Regions from separate parts of the Zea mays genome. Here all the other regions are linked to region 3. Evidence: chromatin contacts called from public Hi-C data. All regions are on one chromosome and are shown on one strand. The core of a region is the stretch at or near the end of the contact, and the rest is flanking DNA. Distances in the headings are between cores, read along the strand shown. Region 1 holds the start of LOC103641392 (cullin-1). Region 2 holds the start of LOC100273458. Region 3 holds the start of LOC103641394 (anaphase-promoting complex subunit 7).

Region 1 (2,966 bases), core at 277-2,776, 300 kb after region 3:
AGCACCGCCGCCGGTTCTCAATGCAGTGATTGGCGCCCGGATCGACGCCAACAAACATGTGCACGTGATATCTCCGTCTCAAATTTAACTAGCGATATGAAAAACATCGATATCAATCTTTCACATATCAAAATAACTATACTATATTTTTTAGTATTTATTATATTTAGTTAAGTGTGAAAAAGATTTGATTATATACACTCTAGTACGCGTCACGTTTTGTTTGGACACCTCTCTATGTTTCTCTCTAGGCCCTATACTCCCGCTCCAACTAAACAACACAACAACATGCAACACTAAAAGACAAAAACAGTTTCCAATAGTTGAGTGCCTCCAATCTCTCTCCTTGCCCTCTTCTCCCTAGTGGCATCAAAGGAAAAGTACATACGATTGTGTCCACGGTGTGATATACCTCATGGCAAACGGCAGATAAAGTAGGCGGATTTTGCTGGGCATAGAAAAAGGGTCGGCACCAATTATCATGTATTGGAATTAAATCCATGTTCATTTACACCAATCCAACTCTAAATTAGCATGGATTGGAATTAAATCCATGTCACGATCCATGTTCCAAAATAATCCAAGCCTACTCAAATTTTTTTATTCAGTTAAACCCATTATGAATTATAAACCAATGGTTTGGAAAATTTTTAAACTATGAAAGGAGCTCATCAGGTGTGGAACAAATTCATGAAGATATTGCAAACGTTTATATTAGAATACATGGATCAAAAAAATTAACTAGCTTTGAGTTATATATAGATTAAATGATGGATTTAATCCCATCATGAGATTGAGTGTGAGTTATGGATTCACCCAATCTAGACTCAGATTAAGGGCCTGTTTGTTTACCCCCCAGATTATATAATCTGGATTAAATAATCCTAAGAGGCAAACAAACAGTCCAGCTTATTTGTCCAGATTATATAATCTAACCCCTTGCATTATGATAATCCATAAGCAAGTGAGGAGGTGCTTATTTCAGATTATTTTTTCCCACTTCCCCACTACCCTTTCAAGTTTCCTAGAAATTACCCACCATTGCCATTATAATCCACCGAATCGTTTTTGCGCCTAGTACTAGTCAATTTGGGGATGAAGAAGGTGACATGAATGCCTTCCGTGATAATATTGCTAATGCAATATTTGCCAATGTCAATTGAATTATTTTTTTTATATATATGAGTTTCAACCTAGTACAAATATAGAGGGCATTCTTGTCTTCCTCATACAAAAGAATCATATTAACAACTCAAATAATCTGGGTAAACAAACAGGACTACTCAAATTATATAATCCAGATTATATAATCATCCAAAAATAATCCAGATTATATAATCTATGGGGGTAAACAAACAGGCCCTAAATCTATGATGAAATTAATTTCTTTGTAACTGAATAAAACCTTATCTAGAGCACGGGGTTAAATATTGTAGTAGTATTAATTGATATTTATATTTAATGTGACACGAAACTAAACTTTAGTGGTGAACTATAAACCTCTCTTATCTGGAGTTCGTTTTGACTGACACAATGATCCACATCTGGCGCAAGGCTCGTCGTCTGGGCCGTCCAACCCCGATGCGACGATGAGGACGGAGACTGAATGAATCACGGGATTTCCGAAGGCCTGGAAGCCGTCAAGCCGATATGCGACACAAGCCCAACCCTTCCTGACGCTCCACGCGCTCGTCTCTCTCCTTCCTTCCATCCTCCCTCCCTCCTTCCCTCCCTCGCTCGCCTCTGGAGGACCCTCGCCATCCTGCCCAAGCGCACCACCAAACCCCCAGCAGCGGCGCTAGGGTTCGCGCCTCGGCGCGTCGGCACCGTCACCTGCGGCGATGGCGGGGCAGGAGCGTAGGACAATCGATCTGGAGGAGGGATGGGCGTTCATGCAGAAGGGCATCACCAAGCTGAAGAACATCCTCGAGGGCAAGCCCGAGCCGCAGTTCAGTTCCGAGGACTACATGATGCTCTACACGTACGCCTCCCTCTCATCTCCCTCGTCGCCACCGCCGCCGCTGTCTCCTTCTCGGCTGCCGCTAGGGTTTCCCACCTCGATCCGCTTCGATCCGGTTCTGATCTAGGGTTTTGGTCTTGTTGTCGCAGGACGATATACAACATGTGCACGCAGAAGCCGCCGCAGGACTACTCACAGCAGCTCTACGACAAGTATCGGGAGTCGTTCGAGGAGTACATCGCCTCCATGGTGAGCCGCTTCATCATATCCCTCTTGCTCATGTGAATCGACCTAGATTGTTTTTGTATCTGCGGCGTGGTATTAGGATCAAATTTCCTACTTCGAGTGGATGTTTTTTTAGCTTTGGTGGATTAGCGCTTGGTTGATCGATAGGCTGGGACATGAACGACCTTGGTGTATATGGGGGTGTTCTCATTTTTGGCCTTGGTGTATATGGGGATTTTCTCATTTCCTTTTGTCCATCTCTTGATTTCTACAGGACAAGTTAATCTCTTCAGTTTAATTGTAAGCATCTTGATTTGGTGAAACAATTGGCCCACCTACTTGTCAAACAATTCTGTGCCCATTCTTTGTACACCGCAGCTCATTTCTTATAGATGATGTAGAGAATACCTTTTTGTATTCTTGCAGCACCTTTTAATGGACATGAATTAAACGTCTATGACAGGGAGATAAATAATGGTTTCATAATTGCGTACACATGGATGCTAGTTTCAATTTGCAGGAGCTTTTCTGTAGCTTGCTAGTTTATTATTTGATGAACATCTTTATTTTGTAAAATAAACTTATATACCTCCCTTTAGCTGTAGGTGTTTCTATGACTAGAGATTGAATCCATGAGTCATGGCCTGATTTTGTGTGACACTTGGATCTAACTATAATATCATCCTCTTCACTGTATTTGTATGTTCGCTTCTGAGAACTTTTGCACTATATTTTAATTTCATGCAGGTACTACCTTCATTAAGGGAGAAACATGACGAGT
Region 2 (2,846 bases), core at 133-2,632, 310 kb after region 3:
ATATAACTGTTTCCAAAGGGTGAAATTGTTTGCTACTACGCCTAATATATATAGCAACTATTAGTCGCTATAGCCCGAATTAAATCACTATTTTCTGTTTGAGAAAGGCGATGGATAAGTGCCTTAGCCCACTATTTAGAACACTTATGAATACTTAATAAACTTATTGCTACAACAATATATCATATTATACCATGCAACTAAAGTTAAACACCTTAAATCCTAACCGGTGTTTATCATATATACTTTACATTATCATTATTTCTCCGGCTGTTTTATTCAACAAATAAATTATAATGCATTTAATAATTGGTCCCCTCCATTTATTTATGCCGCTGGAGATGACTTGGGCGCTGCAACCTTGACGGCTTCGAACCTGGGCTCCTTGGCCTGGAACTTGTGCTTGGCGTACACGTCCATGTAGTCGCCGAACACGTACTTGGGGTATGCGTCGCCGCCGCTGGCCTGCACCGCCGCCGGCGAGATGGTGGCCTCGTTGGCCGGGTTGTAGAAGGAAGCGATGGAGCGGCGGTTGCCGTCGCGCATGGGCAGCACGCGGTGCCAGGCGCTGCGGTAGCGCCCGTTGCTGAGCACCTCAATCTGGTCGCCAGTGTTGACGACGATGGCGCCCGCGAGCGGCTGCACGTCGGTCCACTGGCCGTCCTTGAGCACCTCCAGGCCGCCGACCCTGTCGTCCTGGAACAGCAGGATGACGCCGCCGGCGTCGGTGTGCGCGCGCAGGCCCGTGATGAGGTCCGGGCGCGGGCACGGCGGGTAGTGGCTGACCTTGGTGCCGAAGAAGGGCTCGTGCCGGCCGCCGCTGGAGAAGGCGTCCTTGATGGTGCCCCTGGCGAGGCCGAGGTTCTCGTCCATGGCCTCCATGACGCGCTCGGCGAGCTTCCTCAGCTCGGCGCGGTACTCGCGCATGGTCTCCTTGAACGCCGGCGGCTCGGACGGCCACTGGCATCCGTCGTGGATGTAGAAGATGTCCTCCCAGTCCAGGTCATCCACCGGCGCCACAACCTCGCCGCGCCGCTCCGCGTCGACGAGCGCCTCCAGCGTGCGCACCGGCTCCGACGCCTTGAACCCGGCCTCCCGGAGGCGGTAGCAGTCGGAGCTCACCTTCTTGACGCGCTCAAGAAGCTCCAGCGGGATGCCGTGGTTCACGAGCTGGAAGAATCCCCACTCCTCGCAGCCATTGGCGATCTGCGCCAGGGTTTCGGCCCTCTCAGCGCCGTCCAGCTTGGAGAAGTCGATGACGGGAACCACCATTGTTGTTATATTATTATTTGACTTGGGAATTGATCGAAGACGAGCTCGGGAAGATGGAAGTGTTGTATGTAAGCAGTTGCTGTAGGGAAGGCTAGCTAGCTGATGACTTGAGGATGGAGAAGGCATGGATCCATGGCACCCGTATATATAGCAGTGATCAACAAGCAGCTAGCTCAACCTACCTACTGACAAGCGTCGTCGCAGCTGGTACGGACCTGGACTGGACCTTTTTTTGGGTCCTGTCATGGCTACCTCTAGGTGTGATGAAGCTTCTGGGCAGTGGCAGAGCCATTGGACTGGATGCTTGTGGTGGCAACTTGACCTTTGCCACCCCAATCGGAAATTCAGGATCGGATGTCCCTGTCAAGGTGACGAGCTAACATCAGGCATTCAATCACATTGCCAGCCATGCTTTGACAAAGTCAGAACTGGCATCAGCTCGTTCGTAGAGAGAGGGCAGGTAAAGACCTAACTAACAACTAACCAGCAAAAATATGTAGCTTTTTATATCAGACACTCCCTCCACTATTAACTATATATAAGTTATTTTCCCTTGCTTGTCACATAATGTGATAATTTTCTATATGAACAAAATGTTATTCATAGCCTCCTCCACAAGAAAAAAAATGGTATCTATTGGACATTTCAAAAGCCTTTGATTCCCTTAACTATCTCCGGGATGTTTTAAAAGCTCTAGCTAGGTTTCAGTCAAAAATAGAGAGACTAGCATCTTGGCTACATCATCTTCCAAAGTGCTAGTGAATGATCGCCCAAGCAAAAAATTTAAACACGCCTGAAGTCTTCATCAAGGTGACCCTCTTTCATCTTGGCCATTGATCCCCTACAGAAGGTTATTGAGAAAGCGTCTGCAGCCGGTCATCCGAAGCTTGTACTACCAAAAATGTCTGCATTGCTCGCTTTATGCCGATGATGATGCGATTTTTTAGGGCTAGAAATGAGCTGAGTCTCATTCAACGAGTTTAAGAAGGAGGCTCGACTCGCTGGGTGACCAAGCTCGACTCGGCTCAGCTTGGTTCGTCCACTCAATAAGATTAAGAAGGAGGCTCGACTCAACTCGCGAGCTACACCTTGATAAATAATATTGCATTATACAATGACTATTATTGTATATAGATATGAAATATGACCATCATTTAACATTATAAGTAATCTAAATTTTAAATTATCATAAATCCATCATTAAATGATAAGGAACGAGTCGAATATCTATAAAATTATCCAATATCTATTATTATTTTATAGATTCATTAATTTGGCATAACTTGCAAACTGACTCGGCTTGTTATACCAATGAGCTCTACAACTTGGCTCGGTTCGTCTCTGCTCGCTCGAGGCTCATGAGCCACTCCGAGCCGACCTAAGTTTAAGCCGCCTCGCGAGCCTCGAATTTTTTTTAGCCCTAAGAACATCTCTTAACCACGATGACTCTATCCATAGATGGTGGAGAAGGTGTAGACTCCGTGTTGATAAACATAGACGAATGATTTTCTATGGGTTGGTAGACTATTTTTGGTGGAATATCTGAAAAGAAAGAAATAGGAGGATCTTCCAAA
Region 3 (2,858 bases), core at 213-2,712:
AGGAATACCTTCCATCTGTATAAAGCATATATATCACATCATCCGTATTCGTAAAACAGGATAATACAATGGAAAATGAAGATTAGAAATAACTAAACGAAGAACAGTAACCTCATGAAGTGCTTCACGGTGCTCACATAGAGCAGAATGGCAAAGAGCAATCTTGAACTTCACCTGCAACAGCACAGCAAAACTGAATGAGATACTTGTTACCTGTGATGTAAATATTAAATAGATGTCAACATTAAAATGCAAGAGTGCCATGTTCAGCCATTCACACCTCATTTTCATTGAATGATAAGAGATTTGAAGAGTTTGGAGAAGGTGACCGGCCTGTGACGGATACTGAACTTCTGGTGTTACTTGTTGCTTGCCTAGGGATACTTCTACTATATTGCATAGCTTGCTTGTACGCATTCTGCCATGGAAGATAGAGAAATTAGAAACAGATATATCAGCAATCGATGTGTTTACTTCTGAAACTTGTAGGCCAATCATGGGTTGTTGTTTTTTTTGGAAATATTACCAGTGCCCTGCGGAATTCTTTCTCTCCATACAAAGCATCCCCATGCTGGACCTACACGGTAGTCCAACAAGCAAATCAGCTCTCCCCACCAATAAGAAATAATAATAATGGGCCCTGTAAAGAACAGAACTGGAATTGGGAAATGCAGTTGTGCAGGATAATCCGTGCATTGACTATCAAGAAACTAATCTGTGCATTGACTGCCAAGAAACAAATCAACCGGTTTAGTTTCCGCAATGTGGCATCAGATGTAGGCAGGAAGTGGAGTTGACAGAATCATAACAAAAAGTTAGACCAGATTAGCACCGCGTGCGGAGCTGCTGCTCAGGAAACCTTGAGCTTACCAGGCTTTCCACCTTCATGGACATACCAGCATCGTTGCCCGCACCAGCTGACGACACAAGGAAACACCCCTGCAAGTGTAGGAGAAGAGTAAAACTGAGTAATCACTGCGAGTCTGCGACGGAAAAGTCGGCCATCACCCAGTGCAGCAACCCAAACCCGCTCGCACACGTCGCAGGCAAGAGGTTTAGGCCTGCCCCACACGCGCCCGGCGAACCCCGAAACCGCTTCTGCTCGCCCCGAAACCCTATAGATTCAAACGCAGAGAGGATGGAAGGGGGTGCAGGATCGCCGCACGTACCAGCGTTTGGGCGGGGCCGAAGAGGCCGGCGTCGAGGAGCGCCGCCATGGACTCCCGCGCCGCATCCATGCCCGGCGGCGAGCTCTGCCGAGGGAATTTGAAACCGGAGCTCGTGCGGGGATTTTGGTTTTCGATGGGTTGGTTTGATTTGCTCTTTCAACAACAGTCGCAGTGGAATTGATTACTAGAGACGGGAGTAGAGAGAGAAAGGGGATTTGAAATGAAAGCCATGGAAGAGTAGCTGGGCTTGTGCTCTTTCTAGACCAATTTAGGCCCAACATGTTCTCTTTTTCGGTTTTTCCCCTCACGCCCAGAACAACAGATATAAAATCCTCTCCGAGCGAGAAGCATAGCAGTTTTGATCTAAATTTTAATTTGAGAGGTTATTTGGATCTTTTATTTGCATAATGAACTGCGTTATTTGGTCTAGAAATTAACGTTCCATAACTTATTCAAATTCACATATAAGTATCTCAAATTTATAGTGTAGGACTTAAAAGTTAATTCTATAAATCATTATACTGTATTTTTCTAGTATACAACTTATAGCATCGCTATCCAGCTCTCCCTTAACTCCTTAAGAAACTAGTTAGATACATGTATTTTGCTATGGTTTTTATATATCACATAGGTAAACTTTATTTTATATTATGCTTGAGCGTACAATATAAAATTCAAAATCCACAATCAAGGTTTAAACCTCCATTTTTATACAACTACTTAGAGCATCTCCAACAACAAACCCTAAAATAGAGTCCTAAAATTTAAAATAGGATTATGTTTAGAATGTTTAGGGTCTCAAAAGAAATGTTTAATCCAATAGTCAGGCCTTAAATAATGTTATTTAGGAAATAAATTATGTTATTATGAAATAAATGGTTGGAGATTAAGTGGAAATAAGGATAGAGCTCTAGTATATGGGGGTATTATATTTAGGACCCGAGAGACCGAGCCCTATAATCATTTGATGAAATTTTATAAAATAAAGCCGTTGTTGAAAGGGTATTTTATGTTTTTAAGTCTTATATTTAAAATAAGATCATGTTTAGAGCCTCTCTTGGAGATGCTCTTAGTTGTATATACATTGCTATGTTTTTATACATCATGTAGATAGAATTTGCTTAAATAAGATATTTATTCAAATATGATTATATTTTTTACTTTTAAATTATTAGTATATATATTTAAAATATCGTTCATTTGTATAACGCAAACAGATGCACGATGTAGTGGTGAATAACGGATTCTAGCTTCTGAAGGTTGCGGCTTAAAATATTCCCCATCCATGTTTGAACTCTAGCTTCTAAAGGTTGCATGTTTGAATCTCCCCATGTATGTTTTCTTTTGTATTTCGGGCATGAGAGGAGGGGGAGAGGTATCGCACGCGGGACGTGGTGAGGGGAGGACCCACAAAGCGAGAAACACTTGTTTTATATTAGTAGAGAAGAGATTTTACCCTATTTTGCATAAAGTGGGAAAAACGATTGTGGAAACTGATTTATATAGTAAAAAAATGCAACACATAAATATCTCACTTATATGACCATCAGGATTCAACAGTACACAATTATAGTACAACCGTATTAACTTAATTAATTTTTGTCTAGATTATGATTATTAAAATGAATTTAAATTCAAAAGGATCCAAACCGGACCTCTTTTTTATTTGACGATGGCTAATACAACTAA

What was found. A called contact is a pair of places that touch in the nucleus more often than the background predicts.
Region 1: a Hi-C map of tassel shows a contact between it and region 3, with 5 times the contacts expected there. The contact joins the promoter of LOC103641392 here to the promoter of LOC103641394 in region 3. A contact is called at or near these places in 16 of 25 Hi-C or Micro-C datasets (bundle sheath, ear, endosperm and 5 more) and 2 of 3 datasets of contacts at active chromatin or transcription factors (leaf and seedling).
Region 2: a contact with region 3 is called in a Hi-C map of leaf, with 3 times the contacts expected there. The contact joins the promoter of LOC100273458 here to the promoter of LOC103641394 in region 3. A contact is called at or near these places in 12 of 25 Hi-C or Micro-C datasets (ear, endosperm, leaf and 1 more).

The regions. Positions count from the first base shown.
Region 1 is chr10:92,313,271-92,316,236 of Zm-B73-REFERENCE-NAM-5.0, reverse strand. It overlaps LOC103641392 (cullin-1), which reads left to right and starts at 1,526. Exons shown (of 19, transcript XR_560291.4): 1 at 1,526-1,981; 2 at 2,110-2,209; 3 at 2,933-2,966.
Region 2 is chr10:92,294,551-92,297,396 of Zm-B73-REFERENCE-NAM-5.0, reverse strand. LOC100273458 reads right to left here and starts at 1,382. Exons shown (of 1, transcript NM_001147895.2): 1 at 114-1,382. The coding sequence starts at 1,272. The coding sequence ends at 328.
Region 3 is chr10:92,609,053-92,611,910 of Zm-B73-REFERENCE-NAM-5.0, reverse strand. It overlaps LOC103641394 (anaphase-promoting complex subunit 7), which reads right to left and starts at 1,462. Exons shown (of 18, transcript XM_008664753.4): 1 at 1,170-1,462; 2 at 871-939; 3 at 527-577; 4 at 281-418; 5 at 112-174; 6 at 1-15. The coding sequence starts at 1,238.